Regions from separate parts of the Mus musculus genome. Here region 2 is linked to region 1. Evidence: chromatin contacts called from public promoter capture Hi-C data. All regions are on one chromosome and are shown on one strand. Each heading gives the region's core, a stretch centred on a gene start, on an enhancer-like site or on the middle of the called end of the contact. The rest is flanking DNA. Distances are from core to core; before and after follow the strand shown. Region 1 holds the start of Capn15 (calpain 15). Region 2 holds the start of Msrb1 (methionine sulfoxide reductase B1).

Region 1 (3,162 bases), core at 207-2,706:
TATACCTAAGCAACTATACCTTTGTAGCTGTGGCCCCAAAACTATGAGGAATAGTGTTGGGTCCCATCTGCTCAAGAGTCAGGGTGGTTGATCTATGGCTTCTGTCCCTGCAAAGCTCTCTCTGCCCTTCTTGACCTCTGCAGGGTGTCCTGTGGTCTGTGCACTCAACAGGGTGTCTGTCTTCTGGCCCATACTACACTAGCATAGATCAGGGCTCAGCCAACCTGGGATGATCCAGCTTTACCTGCTGTGTGATCATCTTACTTAGTGCAGTGATACATCATTGCACTAGTGATGACCCGTAGTGACCAGAGATACTGTCCTGGATCCAGCTTGGCCATTCTCCTGATCATGGGTATCACCTACTGATGAATGAGCAGTGACTTCACCACTGTCAGGGGGCTCAGGAAGACAGCCTCTGCTCCTCTCCTCTTGCCAAAATTTGGTGTCTTCCCCATTCAGGCATAGGTGTCCCCACAGCATCCTGAATTCAATGGCCAGTCTTTAGCTTTCTAGCTTCTGGAGCATGAATGATTTCCCAGAAACATTATCTGTAGTCTCTACTGAGCCAGACTCAGGTTTTCTGGGTCCGGGGGCAAATAGTACCCAATCTCTCACACAACATTCAGAGTGCCGGGTGTCCTTTTGCTATGTGCTATGTTTTTTTTTGTTTTTTGTTTTTGGTTTTTGGTTTTTGGTTGGTTTTTGGTTTGGTTTGTTTTGTTTTTTGAGACAGGGTTTCTCTGTATAGCCCTGGCTGTCCTGGAACTCACTTTGTAGACCAGACTGGCTTCGAACTCAGAAATCTGCCTGCCTCTGCCTCCCGAGTGCTGGGATTAAAGGCGTGGGCCACAACGCCCGGCTAGCAGCCTGATTCTTAGTTAGCTTTCAGTTGCAGAGGACAAGTGGCTGGAATTAAGTTAATTCGGGGGAGCCAAAGGGCTCTAATGGGAAATAGCTTGGGGGCTCTTGTGAACATAACTCAAAGGACTGCCTCAGATGCCAGTGTTTCTCTAGAAAAAGTGACGTGCCTATCTAGCACTCGAGTAAACACAGACCTCAGATGGAGTAACCTCGGAAGGAGCAGTGCCAGCACGGTTGCTGCTTCAGACCGTTGGGAAAGAAACCAGAAGTCGCTGGAAGAGGTAGAAAGCAGCCAAGGCAGCTAGGTTGGACTGTACCACCTACTGCCCCAACGCAGCAGACAACCGGTTCAGACCTTGTACAAAATCACGACCCAGACTCCCGACATCTCCCCTGGCGCAGTAACACTCGAACCCCGTGGACGCCTACCGGAGCCCAAAGCCCATCTTAAGGGGATCCTGGGAGCTGTAGTCCGTTCTCTTCCCGGATCCAGCGCGCCACATCAAACTAGCTTGGGAGTACCAACTGCATCCGTGAACTGAGCGTCTCCGGTCACGTTGGGAGGGCGAAATCTCAGGGAAAGAGTAGAGGGTAGGACCATTCATGGACTACAATTCCCGGCGTGCCTTGAGCCGCGTCGCTCTGCCCTGTGGGAGCCGTAGTCCCGGCTCCGGGTTCCCAGTGCCGCGTGCGCCCCTGACGCGCTGTAGCCTCGGGCCCCGGCTGGGCGCCACGCTACGGAAGCAGCGTAAGGCGTAGCGGGTAGGCCGGGCGGGACGGCGGGCGCTAGCTACGGAGGCGTTTGTAAGGTTGCCGGGCCGAGACGGATCTTCGCGGCCAAAACGCGCTAAGCCGGCGGAGCATCGCGGCTGGCGCGAAGGGGCCCTTGGTGCCCTCCGGTCGAAGTTGTGGGTCAACCGACTGAGGGCCGGCACTAGGGCCGCGCCCGCCTAGACCGATCGCGAGCGCTGAGGAGGCGCCGCCGGCTCGCTAAGGTGAGTTCCACGGTAGGCGGCCGGCCAGACGGCCTAGGACTCGTAGAGCTCGGCCTCAGGGCATCAGCCGGGATGCTCCATGTTTGTCCTGGGAGCAGTAGCCTGGCTTGTGGTGAGCGGGAAGGGGAGGGGGAAGCGCGCCGGAGGTGTGGGTCACTCGAGGCCAGCCTAGGAACCTCAGACGCAGGCGACCCTCGGTGCCTGCCTGTCCTTGAGTGCCCTCTTGTCCGGGGCTAAGCGTTGGCCCACTGTACGAAGGTATAGGTCGTGGGGGCACTGTCTGCAGAAACCTGCAGCTGCCTGGGGCGGCAGCAAGAGTAAAGCGTCCTGTGTGCCCCCTCATCCCACACTTCTGTTTTTGCGGGCCTGTCAGCAGGCCGAGAAAGTTACAGAGCAGCCCCTTGACAGCTGCGGGATTTTCTTTTTGTTTTCTGAAAAAGGGGCCCTTCCACGTCTGATTTGGGAACCCTGTTGTGTGGCCAGATGGTCCTTGCTAGGCTGGCTCTTAGGGTCCCTGAGTACAGATACTGAAACAGGACCGCGAAACACCTAGCCTCGAAAACAGGATAGATACCTCCTGAGTTTCAGGAGAACCTGAGAGCCTACCTGAGTGTTTGCTGCTGACCCTGCAGTTCAGCAATAAATCAGGAAGAACTGCTACTCAGTAAGAAACTGTGAGATTACCCCTCCAGTGGCAATTTCCCCTTTCCCAGTCTGGAGAACTGCAAGTCACAGATGTGGAGCTTGCCTCTTGAGTTTCTCCCTGCTTCCAGAGTCTAGCTGTCAGGGATGCGCTCAGGACCACAGTTCTGCAGTCTAGGGCAATTGTGTCTTGCTGAACAGTAGCTTGCCTCCATGGGGTAGTAGATTCTGTTTCCTTTGAGGTCCTTCTGCTCCACAGAGATGCACCCATTTCTTTTCTAACATCTAAGAATGTCTAGAGCTGTCTGACTGGTAGACAGGTCATTGACCTCCATGGAGGAAGACTTGAACCCTGCTGGATCCAAGGCTCAGAAACTGTACAACTTAACTGCAATGGAGTTATCAAAATCTCTGCTGGCCATAGTGTCTGAGAGTGGCCCTAACTCCATATCTATGTAGAAGCCTAGGTTAGTCCTCTGTGGGTAAAGGGTTCCATTGTGGCCCATCCTTGGATCCAGGCTTTGTCTACTCCCAAGCTTTCCTGGCCCCTGTTGTACATTGTCCAGGCCTTAAGGCAAAACTTGTAAGGCCCATTTTACAGATGTGGAAACTGAGGCTGTCCGTCATCCATTGACAGGAGAGGGATAGACAGAGTTCTAAG
Region 2 (3,399 bases), core at 25-2,524, 1.2 Mb after region 1:
CAGTCTTGGATACCATGGATATCAGCTCCGGTCTTAGGAACAGACTGGCCCTAGAGGACAGTCTTCCAAGCCAAATAGGGAACCCCAGAAAACAGCAGCTGGGAAGAAAGGTTTCAACCTGTCCCCAAAAGATCACATGAGTGGAAGGGGTAAGGATGGTTGCAAAACTGAATTACATAACTGTTTGAAAGACTTAAAAATGGGAACCTGCAGGGTACTGAATCATCGGTCACCCACCACTTGAGGACAGACACCCTGGAGTCTGAACTGTTCTTTCAACCTGTATCAGGAACTGGAGAGGAAGCAAAACTGAGTGAGTGTCTAGCTTGCCAGGGTAGCCTGAGGGCAACTGGAGTGTTGTAGCCAAAAAGAATTCAAGGGAGGTCTCTTCCCAGCAACCCTGTATTACAACAACTGGCTTATAGAGGTGCCCATTGTCACAGCCCTGCCCTCTAGAGGACTGACATCTAACAAACAGATCCTGCCCCTGGAACGCCAGTGCCATAGTTTTTACCAAATTAGTCCAGATCAGCAGAACCCAGCAAGAAGGGAGCCAAGCAACGTCTCTCACAGTACTGGTCAAACTTCATTTATGCTGGCAAGAACCCATTGACAACCAACGCAGAGGACGGAGAGACATCTGGGACAGCACATTCCGGATTGAACAGCAAGTGCAGAGCTTGTCCGCTCATCCAAGCAAATCAGGGGTTGCAGGCGGGGGGGTGGGGTGGGCGAGGGGGTACATTGTCAGGGCAAATTCCAACACTGACCTTGGACCACATACCACCATCATTCCGCTCTAAAGTTCAGACCACTCTGACACCATCCGGTGGCATCACCCTTACGCATCTGGCCCAGAGAATCCCCCAGAGAGATCTACATTTGAAGTTCAAGGCCTGTCCCCCTCGAGAACAGAGTCTACCGGAATGTCCCTTCTCCTCTCAAGTCCTCCTGCTCCAGAATGCCCTGGCCACCCAGCTCCCCTCCTCCAAGTTCTTTTTTCCCAGGCTCGCTTCTCCTCGGCAACCACACTAGCCCAGTCCCGGTTCGGGAACTCCACAGCTCCCCAGGAGGCAATGTATGCTTTAATGCCACGGGGTGTACCTGGCTCGAAGTGATTCTGGAAAACCTCGCCTCCGAAGAAGCTGCAGAACGACATGGTCGCGACGGGACAGGCAAAAGCTCCCAGCCAGGTCCGGGTAAAACCCTAAGATCTGGACTCAAACCCGACCCAGTCCCAATAACCAATCACTTTCCGATTCGCCATAAGCCCCGCCCCTAGAGGGGACCAGTCACTCTTGGATTCCCCACGGCCGCCTCCTAGCAGCCCCGCCCTCAAGGAGTCTCTCCTCCCATAGGCCCTAAACCCCACCCATCCAGCCAAGTTTACCCAGAGATCACGTCCTTACTTCCGCCTCTAGAAGGCCCCGCCCAGGGAGCCGCTCCCAGGAAGCTTAGCTGTTAAGATGAAGGCCAAACCTATGCTAAGCTCCAGTACAGCGGCTAGGCTATAAACATTGGTACTAGCCAATGGTAGCTACTACTAATACCATTGTGCAACTGGCGTGGAGGCGCATCTACCCAGCTGTATCTATAGCCCTCTTATCTGGCGCTAAACCTTGCGCCCGCGTCTGGGATCACCCAACCTCCGACCCAGGCTTAAGATCTACATCAAGCCTCCCAGGGAATGTGGAAGAGAGACAGACACACAGAGACAGACAGAGAGAGTTGCCTCAGGACTTTATTGAACAAAAAGGACCGGACAGATAGCAAGAGTGCTACATCCCAGGTGTGCTCCATTCCAGACATCTTACATGTTTCCCAAGGTCTCCGGCTTCTCTTTCTCCAGATGTTTCTTTTGGGGACCCTGGTTAAGGTGAGGAGACAAGATGAGAGTTAGTCAGGAGAGTCAGTCAAGAAATACTACCTACGGCCAGTGCCAGGGCCACCTAGGGCCTGCTCTACTGGTTTGCTAAAAAGGCCCCTTCTTCTAGTTCCTCTCTGGAACAAGTGGGACTAGCTCACCATGAAGGCCCTCTTCTCCTGCGCTGTCTGAAAACATCCGTGGCCAAACTTAGAAGTGGTGTCAATGAACTTGAGCTCAATATTCTCCAGGGCCCTGCGGCTGTGGTGCACCAGAAGGGACTGGGTATCCAAGAGAGAAGAGATGTCAAGGACAGAGGGCCCCGACTCCTCCTGTGACCTCCAGTTCACACCAAGGAGGACTCAGTCAATCCCTCGCTCTTGCCAGACCCCCTTCCTTTACTCTCCCACCACACAACCCACCACAGAGCACGCTAAAGGACAGAACAGGCCACTGGAGTCCACTCCCCAGCTTGCCAAGCAGCACTGACCTTTCTCAGAGTGATCACTCGCTTCTTGGTACCTGCAATGCAGCCCTTTAACATGATGAAGTCATTGTTCACTTCCCCATAGTGGGGGAAGCCACCCTACAGGGAGACAGACCACACCAAGCCAGGAACAGGGCAGCCAAGTTAGGAGGCTGTAGTGGGAGGGAGCCCTATGCGCAGACCCCAGGGTGCAGGGACAATACCTTCCCACTGGGTCACTCCTCAGGGGGCAGTAACATCTCAACTGAATACTAAGTATCTTTCCTGTGTCATCTCATTTAACAATATGCCTTTTTGTGGGCACACTGATGCTCAGAAGTTTGGGTTTGCTGAGCACGGTGGTATACACTCGTAAATCCAGCACTTGAGAGGGGGATATGAGATCACTTTGAGTTGAAGGCCAGCTTGGGTACCAGAGAGAGCCTCACTAGAGAGCTCAGTTTGAAACATTCTAGACTAGCATGAGACCCTGTGTTCCATCCTGAGCACTACCTTAATAAACGGCTTTAGCCGAGTGGTACTGACACACCTTTAATCTCAGCACTTGGGAGGCAGAAGATGGAGGATTGTTTGAGTTCAAGGCCACCCTGGTTTACAAAGCAAGTTCCAGGATAGCCAGTGCTATACATAAAAACAACAAAACAGGGTATCGTGGCATAAGCTCTCAGCACTCAGATGGTAGAAAAAGGAGAATCAGAGGCTAGAGAGATGGCTCACTGACTGTCCTTCCAGAGGTCCTGGGTTCAATTCTCAGCAAACACATGGTGGCTCACAACCACTGTAATGAGATCTGGTGCCCTCTTCTGGCCTGCTACATGCAGCAGAACACTGTATACATAGTAAATCTTTTCCCAGAACACTGTATACATAATAAATAAATCTTTCTTTTTAAAAAAAGGAAAGGAAGAGGAGAATTTTCAAGATCATTCTCAGCCATATAGGGAGCTGGAGCCCAACCTGGGTTACATGAAATGCTGTATGTATTTTGTTGTTGTTTTTGTTGTTTTTTGTTTTTCGAGACAGGGTTTCTCTGTGTAGCCCTAGCTGT

The links. Promoter capture Hi-C pulls out the DNA fragments that hold promoters and counts their contacts.
Region 2: a contact with region 1 is called in a promoter capture Hi-C map of pre-B cells, with 2.1 times the contacts expected there. The contact joins the promoter of Msrb1 here to the promoter of Capn15 in region 1. A contact is called at or near these places in 1 of 39 promoter capture datasets (pre-B cells) and 1 of 115 datasets of contacts at active chromatin or transcription factors (embryonic stem cells).

Annotation. Positions count from the first base shown.
Region 1 is chr17:25,984,168-25,987,329 of GRCm38.p6, reverse strand. It overlaps Capn15 (calpain 15), which reads left to right and starts at 1,456. Exons shown (of 12, transcript NM_001347334.1): 1 at 1,456-1,859. 1700022N22Rik (RIKEN cDNA 1700022N22 gene) reads right to left here and starts at 1,500. Exons shown (of 2, transcript NR_166913.2): 1 at 1,294-1,500.
Region 2 is chr17:24,734,468-24,737,866 of GRCm38.p6, reverse strand. It overlaps Msrb1 (methionine sulfoxide reductase B1), which reads right to left and starts at 1,274. Exons shown (of 5, transcript NM_013759.3): 1 at 1,105-1,274. The coding sequence starts at 1,159. It overlaps Rpl3l (ribosomal protein L3-like), which reads right to left. Exons shown (of 10, transcript NM_001163945.2): 8 at 2,355-2,450; 9 at 2,026-2,145; 10 at 1,724-1,867. The coding sequence ends at 1,811.